Linked DNA regions of Mus musculus: regions 2, 3 and 4 are each linked to region 1. A link is a contact called in public Hi-C, HiChIP or PLAC-seq and promoter capture Hi-C data. All regions are on one chromosome and are shown on one strand. Each heading gives the region's core, a stretch centred on a gene start, on an enhancer-like site or on the middle of the called end of the contact. The rest is flanking DNA. Distances are from core to core; before and after follow the strand shown.

Region 1 (2,717 bases), core at 135-2,634:
CACACACACACACACGCCAAAGGATGAAGTATTTTCAAAGAGCATCTTTAGAGCAACCAGATCTTTCTAGAGGCAGGCTTTCTTTCCAGTGAGGAACGGAGCCTATAGAGGGCCCTCTTTTCAGACGTGGCCATCAACAAAGCAGCAGTTCTTTGCAATGGTTTCCTTAGTGATTGGATGCTTTGCAACTTGTCACAGTCTCCTTTTAAATGCACCACACACAGCCAGCCAGTGGCTCCTGGACATTCCTCCCCAGAGATCTTTATCTCCAGAGACCCACCCCAAGTGTCCCTAGGTCACTGATGGATCACATCACCAGAGCTGTTTACACGGCTGTAGCAGGCTTCTTGATCTCTGAAAAATCCAACAACTTTCCCTTCACTAAATTTCAATACAAATTAATCACCCCCCCCCAGGAAGCAGAAAGAATAGATACCTTAACGGGCTATAGGAATAACAGTGCTTTTATCTGGGGGCTGGGGAGGGGGAGTGTTAAATGCCCTTTACTGGTGTATTAGGAATAACCTTAATTTCCAAGCTAGACGGATATAGTCTTTTCCTGCATGAAATTTCCTAGGTGCATTTTAAAGATTTCATGCACACCAACTAATACATAAAGAAAGGCCGGGCTCGGAGTTGTTTGCATCTTTGTCTCTTTTTATATGTTATTTCTGACAAAGAGCTCAAGTTAATTCTAACAGGCGCACACAGGAGGCACGTATCATTGTATAGATCCCACCATCCTGTTTTGACTTTCCTTCCAATAAACTGTATTTTCATTCTCAGCTTTGGAAACTTTCAGGCTGCTGAGTTATCTTAGTTCCCGCCTCCTGCTGGGTAGAAAACCATTTCCCAAGTCACGGCTTTTAAAGGGAAAGATACACGTGCGACCAGAAACAAAAATACAACTTCACCTTTATACTTCTGAGCTTGTCGCCTTGGACTCCGAGAGCCTATTTATCCTCCCTGCCATCTGAAAAACGTCCTGCAAGGCATGCTGCTCTGCTTTGGTCACATCTCAAGTTTGCAGGGTAAACAGGTTCTCCCACCATTAACAAGGATGGCCGAGAAAGACCAGGAACTCACCCAGGCTTGCAGATTCCCGGGCGCTCTGGCAGTCCTTGGGGTGCACAGCCGCTGCAACTCGGGCAGCGGAGATTCGGGTCACCATAGAGCGGTGCAGACGAAGGTCAGCACCAGGTTTTGGGCGGTCTTTGCCCGGGATCCGGGCGGGAGGCTCGGCCGAGCTCTAGCTCGGAGCTCTTCAGTAGCGCAGCCCGGGCTATCCAGGATGCAACTTCCACGGGTCGGCCTAGGAGCGTGAGAATGAAAGGGAGAGGACTAGAGAGAGGGACAGGGGGCGGGGAAGGGTTTTTGGGAGTACGCGCGGGACGGAAGCGCGCGCCCGGGCTAGAGCGCGGCTCCGTAGAGAAGTTGGAATGCAGCCGCGAGGCCGCGCGCATTCAGGCTCCGGTGGGGACCTCCTGCCGAGCTGCACCGCTTGGGCGCCAGAGTGACAGCTGCGACTTCCCACGACCCCCACCCAGCGGAGTCCCCACCGCCTGGGCCCGCCCTCACCTCTCCCCAGGCTACAACCGCAAGCCCGCGGCGCCTCCGAGTCGGCTCGGCGCGGCGCGGGCGCGCGGCGTAGCCCAAGCCGTGTGGCTGCTCTGTCTGTCCCCTGCGATCGCCGCGCCCGGACGCGCCAGAGGCTGGGCTCAGGATGACCTTCCTGTCTCCCACCTCCAGTGTCTGGTGGGGTGAAGGGTCCTAAGTGGGAGAGACGCCACTGGGCGGGTACACCTGGCGGGCCTTAAGCGCAGCTCAGTACCTGTGGTGACACCACGTGACCCTGAGCCCAACTCTTCCCCTTTGATCCTGACCGCAACCTACTGTAAAGGAAAAATCCCTACCGGGTATCTGGGCACGTGGGCTGACTCAGGATTGGAGGAATCAAGTCCAGCCTGTCACCGCACAGGCACGCTTGCTCAATCTTTTGAATGTTTTGCTAAAACGAGCGGGTCAAAAGCCGCGTATATCACAACAGTGCAGGGTGGGATATAGAAGCGATCACCCAAAATGGATATAGATCATTGTTTTTGCAATAATAGTGTTAATTGCTTTCAGTGTCTTAGCTGGTAACCTTCAACCCCTATTCGTAAACAACACAGTTACAGGCAGGGTTCTTTGTACTTTTTTTTTTTTTTTTTAAATACATGTTCCCCGGAGTCGGAGCCCAATACATTCAGTAATGCTTTGCTGGCTTTTGGATAAGACCCTGATGTTGTTGAGTTTCTGTCCTGTTATAAGTGTTGGTAAGGACTCATCTTAAGGTCTCACAAAGACAATGTGCATTTAAAACGCCACAAGGAGGACTGCTGGAGATTAGTTTAATTCAGGGATAGTGTTCTAGTACTCAGGCTACTGGGGTGGCCCAGGGAGAACTTCTGTTTGGATTTCTATTGCAATGTCACAAATAACAAAATAACCATCTCCTAGTCCTCTGTAGAAACCTCTGCAGGTGCTGAGGCACACATGTGGTTTCTGATCGATCAATAAAGATGTTAGCGGCCAGTGGCCAAAGGAGACGGGACAGAACCCTTAGGGTTGTTGCACAGGCTAGGAAGTAGGGGAGAGGTGACAGAGGAGCGCCAGGACCCAAGGAAAAAGGATGGGACGCAGGAGTGGCAGGTGATAAAGCCAACCACATAAACACA
Region 2 (2,717 bases), core at 108-2,607, 630 kb after region 1:
AAATATGTAAAGGTATTTAAGGAGAATGTGAACAGCTCATACCTAGACCAACAGGAATGTTAAGATGAGTTTGACAGGCAGTGCCAAAGTAGGTGGTATTCAATGAGCAAAACATATTACGTTATTGTGGGTAATTATACGCTCATTATAAAAACCTTTTAAAAAAGAAACCTAAGCACGTGGATTGTAAACATTGTATTCTGTCAAATTGGCTAATTAAAGGCTGCACACTAAACCAGTGACATCAGGGATCACTGGCTCCTGCCTTTGCCGATGCAGATTTTCAAGCTGTCGTTTTTAACCAATCAAGGTGAATATCGTGCTCCTTCTAATTATATTTCATTGGTTACAAATTTGCCCTTTTCCATGAAAATAAAAAAAGCTAATTGACATTCTTTGGATAATAACCAATTATATTCCATCCTCGCAGAACCTCTGGGTTTCTCCAATACATCATAGGCCCGCCAAGTTCTGAACGGGAAAATCGAGTCAGCCTCTTATCCACTTGAAAAAAAAACGGTTTGTTATTAATTTTTAAATGTATTCACTTTACATCCCAAACAGCTCCCCTTCTCCTCCCAGTACCCCCATTTAGTTCCTTCCCTCATTCTCCTCTGAGAAGGGTGCCACCCCCACCCCCCAACACACACACATAAGTCACTGCAGGACTTTACAAGACTGAAGAGAAAACTCTTTCGCAACTCTTCAACCCAGAAATACTCTCCCTTTCATATGAGTTAAACTTCAGGCAGAGCGTGGAGACTTTATTAAGCAAGTCTAGCAAAGTTTCCATAATGCAACTGTTTGGATACACCCTGAGCCTGGAAACCGTGGTGCACACAGGTCCCGTGCATCCTGAGCGCACCACTGTGCCCTACGTGGCTGCAGATGGCAGCGCAAAACTTTCGAGGGATGCTGGTCACCAGCTGGGAGTGAAAAGAGACTTGTGTTGGCAGGGCCCACGGGCAGAGTTGGGGAGAATTGGAGGCAGTGTAGGGACGCTTTGCTTTCTGACCGGACCTGAGAAGGAAAGGGAAGAGGGGAAGGTGTAGCTAGGCGACAGGTGAGACGACACTAGCGGCCCGCCCCCTTTGTCCCGCCTACAAGCGCGCAGGCAGTGCGAGAGAGCGAGGGCGGGGCGACCTTTGCTCGAGCCCTAAACCATCCGGGCGGGCTGGGAGGAGTGGCCGGGCTAGGAGGAGCGGCTGGGCTAGGGTGGGGTGTCCGGGTCCTCAGAGTCCGAGGTCGCCTCCTTGCCAAGTGGCCCTGGCGCTCCCGCCCCTCCCACCCGGTAGGGTTTGGCCTTGGGGGCCGCACCTGGGCGCGCGGTTTCGGTCTGACCGGACTCGGAGCTGGTTTCGATTAGGGACAGCGGCTGGGCGAGAGGGCGGAGCGGTTGGGACGCGAGAGAGGAGGGGACTTGGTGTGAGAGGCTCAGTGGGGACAGTTCCGCGCGAGAGACAAAGAGCGCCCAGAGAGCGCAGCGAGCATCGCTGCTACCCAGCCCGGCAACCTCGCAGATTCGAGGACAGGGTGCGCAGCGGAGCAGCCACAGCTGCTAGGGACCCAAGAGGCTACGCAGGATGCGGACGCCGGTGGTGATGACGCTGGGCATGGTGCTCACGCCCTGCGGGTTGCTGCTTAATCTTGTCAGTACACTGGCCCCGGGCTGGCGGCTGGTGAAGGGCTTTCTGGACCAGCCAGTGGACGTGGTGCTGTACCAGGGGCTGTGGGACATATGTCGCGAGCAGAGCAGTCGCGAACGCGAGTGCGGCCAGCCCGACGAGTGGAACTACTTCCAGACCCAGCCTGTGCAGGTGGCCCGGGGACTCATGATCACGTCACTGGCCACTACCGCCCTAGGGCTGCTGCTGGCTTCCCTCGGTGTGCGCTGTTGGCAAGATGAGCCCCACTACGGGCTAGCGGGCCTCTCTGGCGTGGTGTTTTTCGTCGCTGGCCTCTTCAGCCTCATCCCGGTCTCCTGGTATAACCACTTCTTGTCAGATCCCGACGTCCTGGCCGCCCCGAGCTCGCCGGTCACGGTGCAGGTCAGCTACAGCCTGGTGCTGGGCTACCTAGGCAGCTGCCTGCTGCTTCTGGGCGGCTTCTCTCTGGCGCTCAGCTTTGCGCCCTGGTGTGAAGAGCGTTGTCGCCGCTGTCGCAAGGCGCCCCCAGCAGGCCCGCGCCGCAGCAGCATCAGCACCGTCTACGTGGACTGGCCGGAACCAGCGCTCACACCTGCCATCAAGTACTACAGCGACGGACAGCATCGGCCTCCTCCCACCGCAGAGCACAGGGACACCAGCAAGCTCAAGGTTGGATTCCCGATGCCACGACCGCCACCCAAGTCCTACACCAACCCGATGGATGTGCTTGAGGGAGAAGAAAAGAAGACAGCCACCTCCCAAGGTGGTTCCTCCTCTCGCAGCACTCGGCCCTGCCAAAATTCGCTGCCCTGTGACTCCGACCTGTAGACAGGGTTCACCTGAGCTCTGCCTGGAGTCTGAGGGTGACTTGAACTTCTGCCAGTACATCTGCAACTAGAACCCTGGTCGCCTTCCTCTAACTGGAGGGCAAGCCTTCCTTTTCTAGGGCCAAACTCCTCTCCAAATACTAGGTTGGGTTCATTTATCTTTTAAGGAGTTTTACTTTTCTCTCCAGAGGGACCAGGTCTTCTTATGCAGTGACAAGAGTGCGTAGTGTTTTCTTTGCATACT
Region 3 (2,717 bases), core at 85-2,584, 580 kb after region 1:
AAGGCTATCTGTCTTAAATAGCCCGTGCTCACTTGCCTGTAAACGACTTCAGTGGAATCATACCTTCAAATATGCTTTCACCCATAAGTTCTGTAAAACAACCAAACCATCACTGGATTGTCAACTTTCTATAATGTCCCAGGCTACCCCGTAACAAGGAGCAAGGGTGTACCTAACATCCGCTAATAATTTGCCAACCACACAACAAACCATGCAGCTTGTTATCCACAGACTTACCATGCAGCAAAGCACACCTGTAAGAAACACCAGGCGAAGTATGGAAAAACCCACTGTTGAAAGGAAAACAAACACACAAAAAAACTGAACCCCTGTAGTATGCCATTGTATTCAAAGCTTTGCCAGAAAGAAAAGAACACACACACACAGACACACACACACACACAGAGACACACACACACACAGACACACACACACACACAGAGACACACAGACACACACACACACACACACACACACACACACACACACACACACACACGAGTATTATCTCACCTTCCCCTTTTCTTAGCCTTATGGCTGGATGATTAAGATTGCCTCTTTCTAGAAGATTTAGGAATGCCTATTCATCTAACAAATTTGACTTAGCTTCTGTTTTGATCTGAGCATTGTGGTAGGCACCCTAAAGAAAGGAATTAATAAGTGCCATTGCCTGCCTTTGAATTGCTCACCATGACAAAAGGAGGCGCAGACAGCAGTAACCAACCTGTCCAAACACACAAGGCACTACTGGAAACTATGAAATATATGTTGTCTCCAGGGTCAGGATCATAATTTTAAAATAAATAAATAAATAAACAAACAGGACTTCCCAGCTGCAAATCCTCATAAACAATCCCTTTCCCCCAGGACAACAGTCAATCTTTGGTAAGAAAAACAGGAAGCATCCAATTCAGGCTCCCGGTGGAAGGATGCAGGCTGAATATTCATTAGGGTGGGGGGTGGATGGGAGCAGGAGAAGGGAAATGGCAGGCAGCCAGGGACGCTCACTGCATCCCATCTCTCAAACTACCGAGATGTGGGTTTTTTTTTTCCCCTACAGCCTCCTTGGAAGAAGGACAGTGAAACTGTCCTGTTGTGATATGAAATATGACCACAATAACTAGGTTAGATAATAAACTATTCTTTATTTGCTAATAATTGTCAGCTCACAGGGTCTGTACACGTATTAACACTGAAACATTAAAAAAAAAAAAAAAAGAAAAGAAAAAAGAAAGAAACGTTTGCTTTCCACGCCGTCGTCGCCTAAGGGGAATAAAAAGAATTCGGAGGCTGCATAAAACTGTAATTATGATGCAACACAGCCAGGAGAGCTAACAAAGAATCTGCTTTCCCTTTGTGTTGTTAACTGAGTTAGTTCTTCCAACTTTCTGCTGCTGACAATGGTAACACTGGGCTTCGCTGAATGCTGGGTGGACAGGTAAGCCTGGGGGCAGGTGGCCCGAGGGGGAATGCACACAGCTGTGCTATAAGGCTGACTCTAGAAGGAGGATGGTCATCATTTTCCCTTCATTTCTCTGAAAAGGAAAGGAAGACATGTTTATGAGCAGTATAATTAACAGCTGGGTACCTTGTTGAATTAAGACATTATCACTGGATGAAGTTTTTTTAAAGGGGCAGCTAAAAAACTCCAAAGGCGAGTGACATGCTATTTCTCCTTTGGTGAAATTAGCCAATTAAAGTCAGATTTAGATGTGTGTGTGTGTATATATATATATATACACAAACACAGGTTTATTGCAAAGCTGCTGTCAGGTGTGTTCACTGGCCCCAATGACTGAGGCCATAAAAGTCACCATGGAAAGGGAAAGAGAGCAGAGGGGGAAGAGAAAACTCAGAGAAAGAGAAGGAGAGAAAGGAGAGACCAAAATGTCTGGATTACATAGGGAAGAGCCTCTGACAGAAGGGCAGCCCAGTCACTGGGCTGAAAAGTTCCGGGTTGGGAGCAGGGCATGCCATGTAGGGACTGAGGGATGCTGGGAGAACATGGACACCAGGTCTGCTTTGGTATGTAAAATATGTCCTAGGGTATGAAATCAAACAGTGACCCAGTGGGGAAGAAAAACGGACTTTACGATAAGAACTGAAAAATACTTGCTGGCAATGTTGAAGTAGAAGTTAAATGTATTTGGCTGAATTTCATAAAGGAAATCAATGTTCCCATTAGCTAAATCTAAGGTCATCTGAGTTCGTTTTCTAGTCCTTGACAATGTATAAGCTCCAACACCCCCATTCTTTCAGAGTGAGTCACAGCTGCCTCACCTTCCTTCCACCCCGCCTCTAGCCAGCATCCTTCCAACTCCCAGATGTGCACACAACCCTTTGTGTTCAGGTTTTTCCTCCCACATCTTCCTGGGGGAATAGGAGAGGGTGTGGCAGTGCTGGTCTGATTCCCTTACAGTTCCACTCTGGGGTCAGTCCCTCCTCTAGCTTTTAATGGGTGGCCATTCACACCGTGCTGGTTCCAGTGAGGTGGAGAAAGTTCCATGAGGCAATGCCACTACATCTGATATCACCTCCTCCCCAAATGATACTCAAGTGAAACTTCCCTCTCTCCCCACCCCCACAATATGTAGACAAAACCAATGTCTTCCTTCTCCATCCAGACTCATAAGTAGAACCTGGATATGAAGGAGACCCGAGAAAGCCATCAGCTGGAAGCAAACAGTAGTGTGGTATTGAAAAATACAGAGAGGTGT
Region 4 (2,717 bases), core at 117-2,616, 530 kb after region 1:
ACGAAGAACTGAAGAATATCAGCTTTGCCTCCTATCCTTCCCCCTCATTTTAACTTGTCATAAGATCTGAAGACAGTGCTCCGTTATTGGAAAACGGAGAGATGACACCGTTACCAGTGCAGTCCAGGCAAGACCTTACAGAGTATAACTAGAGTGATCACAGGGAGAGTTAGATAAAAGCCAACAAAAGTCTTGATCAATGACTGCTAAGTGCTAAATATTGTAAGAATACAGAGAGGCTTACAAAGATAAGAGAAATATCCTTGTCCTTCAGGAAACATGAAGTGAGTGGAGAGGAAGACAAGTATAGCTCTCCCTATATGGCAGAAAGCGAGTCACAAGATCTTTGTTCTTAGATGGACCAATGTTCTTGATACAATGGAGAGACCCAACTAAAAGTAGAAAGCAGAGGCTACAAATAGGGAAGGCAGTTAAGATCAACAGCAATGCTCTAAGCAAGAAGCAATAAACGCCTCAGCCTGGGAAGTATTTCTGGCACTGAAGAGAATAGATAAAGGAAAGTCCTCCTATAGGCCCTGATGACCATCACCATGAGTGGAAGCCCAGGAAGATTGAGAAAGCAAACTTCCAGGTTCTTGCCCTGCCATGTGGGGACACGATACAGCCATCACCCTTGCTGGGGAAATCAGAAGGAGAGGAGAAACTGTGTATCTCATAACCAGGATGCTTAGGACCAGAAGGGATTTTGGGTTTTGGATGTTGATGTATTTACATAGACATACTGAGCTACCTCAAAAGGTGTGGGATCCAAAGTTGAAATTCAATTATGTCTCCTAAACCTCCCCCTTACACACATAGCCCAAAGTCAACCCTATATAGTAAGTCAGATGACTTTGTGGTGTCACTTGTAAGCATCATCTTGGTACTCCAAGGGTTTTAGATTTTAAAGTAGTAATGCTCAACCTGTTTTAAAACCATAGAAAGAGAAGCCTGTTGATGAAGATCTTTTGAAAGTAATCGAGTTTAACAGAACAAATACTTCTCTGCTTCATTCTCTGCAGAGTTTAAACACCCCAAACCTCCTGATTATAGTCTCTCCTCTAGGAGAGGGTAGCCAGGGAACATGCTAGCCCTGCATAGTTCCCAAATATTCTTACCATCAGTGACACAATTTGAAGCACCCCAGAGAGCTGATTTTATTTTTTCCACTCGTCTCCAAGGATCCTCTAATTAATGAAAAGGCAAAATGCCGCCTAGACAAGAGGTAACCAAAACACACCAAAGATGCCATTGATTCAGAGTCTCTTACAAAAACAAATCCGCTGGCAGGATTCTAACTGGGTAAACAGTCCCTAAAATGGGAATCCAAGCAGAGAGAGGGCAGTGTGCAGAATGCATCAGATCATAAACAACCCCCACCCCTTTCAAACCTCTGAGCAAGGAAATCAACCCCAGTACCAGCTCAGAGAAAGAAAAATGTCCTGGCAGTCCTGCCCCCAGTGACCAGGGACCAGATGGCCAGGCATTTGGGAACTTCTTGGGTTTTGCTGCATAGGAAGTAGTCTCCTGGGGGGACCCTGATTGGCCTGTGTCATCCTCCTCTTCCCGCTGTGTCCCATCAGTACCACTGGGCATCAGAGAAGATGCTCAGAGCCTTAGAATGATGTCAGCAGCATATTTTCTCACAGATTGATGGAAGTGCCTTTTACTCCTGGTTTGTCACAGATGATCCATGAATTTTGTTGGTGCTTTTCTTCTTTTATTGAGGGGGGTCATATGTTTTTCTCCTTGATAAAGAATCCTGTGGGGCTGGAGAGATGGCTCAGCGGGTAAGAGCGCTGACTGCTCTTCCAAAGGTCATGAGTTCAAATCCAGCAACCACATGGTGGCTCACAACCACCCATAGTGAGATCTGACTCCCTCTTCTGGTATGTTTGAAGACAGCTACAGTGTAGTTATGTATAATAATAAATAAACCTTAAAAAAAAAAAGAATCCTGTGGATGACTTTCAAAACCCTAAGTCACAGGACTATTCGCTACAAACTCCCCTTTCACTATCACAGGTAGCCTTTCTTTTTCCACAAATGGCACAGCTGTCCTTTCCAGACTCTTCTGTTTTACATAGCGACTGGCGTTCCATGTATTAGCGCAATAGGGTTTTGGATTCTGAGGGGTCCACTGGCTGGCTGACTAGGAGGTCGGAGCCCTTGGTGGCACTTGGGAGCAGACCAGAAGTGTAGGGCTTGAAGGAGCGACTTTCCAAATGACAGAAAGCAGAAAGTCATAAATCCATCCACCCAGAACTCAACTCTTCTTGGCTTAAGCGCCCCAGGAAAATCTTAGCTCTGAGCCCTAGGGAGACTATTTATCTCTCTCTTGCCCCGTGGCCTTTTGTGTTGAACACTGTAGAATCAGATCTTCCATAAAAAGAAAGTCCCTGCCTTCTGTAGATCAGCAATATAGTCAGCAAACAGACTTAAAGGAATATGCATGCTCCTGGCAGCAACTATCCTGGGGCATTACCTCTGTGCTCTGGAGTGCTTGAGAGGTGAAGCCAAAGCCAAAGCCTTTGCTAATCACTTTCACTTTTATTTTCTTGTTTATTTAATTTTATTTTAATTTTTGGCACAAAGTATTGCTATGCAGGTCAGGATGACCTTGAAATCCTACTGCATCAACCTCCAGAGTTCTGGGAGCGATACAGGCATGGGCCTCCATTCCTGGCTCTGAGAATGAATTGTTTTATGTATCTACT

Evidence for each region. Promoter capture Hi-C pulls out the DNA fragments that hold promoters and counts their contacts. A called contact is a pair of places that touch in the nucleus more often than the background predicts. HiChIP or PLAC-seq counts read pairs in DNA pulled down with a chosen protein or histone mark.
Region 2: a contact with region 1 is called in an H3K4me3 HiChIP or PLAC-seq map of embryonic stem cells, with 4 times the contacts expected there. The contact joins the promoter of Cldn23 here to the promoter of Trmt9b in region 1. A contact is called at or near these places in 2 of 39 promoter capture datasets (the 3T3-L1 cell line and embryonic stem cells), 2 of 115 datasets of contacts at active chromatin or transcription factors (both in embryonic stem cells) and 1 of 9 other capture datasets (liver).
Region 3: a contact with region 1 is called in a promoter capture Hi-C map of stem cell-derived epiblast-like cells, with 4 times the contacts expected there. The contact joins the promoter of 5430403N17Rik here to the promoter of Trmt9b in region 1. A contact is called at or near these places in 4 of 39 promoter capture datasets (the C10 cell line, liver, pre-B cells and 1 more), 1 of 484 Hi-C or Micro-C datasets (cortical neurons) and 1 of 9 other capture datasets (embryonic stem cells).
Region 4: a Hi-C map of cerebellum shows a contact between it and region 1, with 2.5 times the contacts expected there. The contact joins the enhancer-like site here to the promoter of Trmt9b in region 1. A contact is called at or near these places in 1 of 39 promoter capture datasets (the C10 cell line), 1 of 484 Hi-C or Micro-C datasets (cerebellum), 2 of 115 datasets of contacts at active chromatin or transcription factors (craniofacial prominence and embryonic stem cells) and 2 of 9 other capture datasets (adipose tissue and embryonic stem cells).

What each region holds. Positions count from the first base shown.
Region 1 is chr8:36,456,753-36,459,469 of GRCm38.p6, reverse strand. Trmt9b (tRNA methyltransferase 9B) reads right to left here and starts at 1,384. Exons shown (of 5, transcript NM_176952.5): 1 at 1,087-1,384.
Region 2 is chr8:35,825,199-35,827,915 of GRCm38.p6, reverse strand. Cldn23 (claudin 23) reads left to right here and starts at 1,357. Exons shown (of 1, transcript NM_027998.4): 1 at 1,357-2,717. The coding sequence starts at 1,584. The coding sequence ends at 2,474.
Region 3 is chr8:35,881,574-35,884,290 of GRCm38.p6, reverse strand. It overlaps 5430403N17Rik (RIKEN cDNA 5430403N17 gene), which reads left to right and starts at 1,334. Exons shown (of 3, transcript NR_046181.1): 1 at 1,334-1,438.
Region 4 is chr8:35,923,025-35,925,741 of GRCm38.p6, reverse strand. No RefSeq gene overlaps it. Among named protein-coding and RNA genes, the nearest start is that of 5430403N17Rik, 41 kb to the right of the region's middle. Within about 2 kb of position 1,366, at least 5 of the 459 cell types and tissues checked have an H3K27ac peak or open chromatin away from gene starts, as enhancers often do. A contact at or near this core is called in cerebellum, where this site is marked.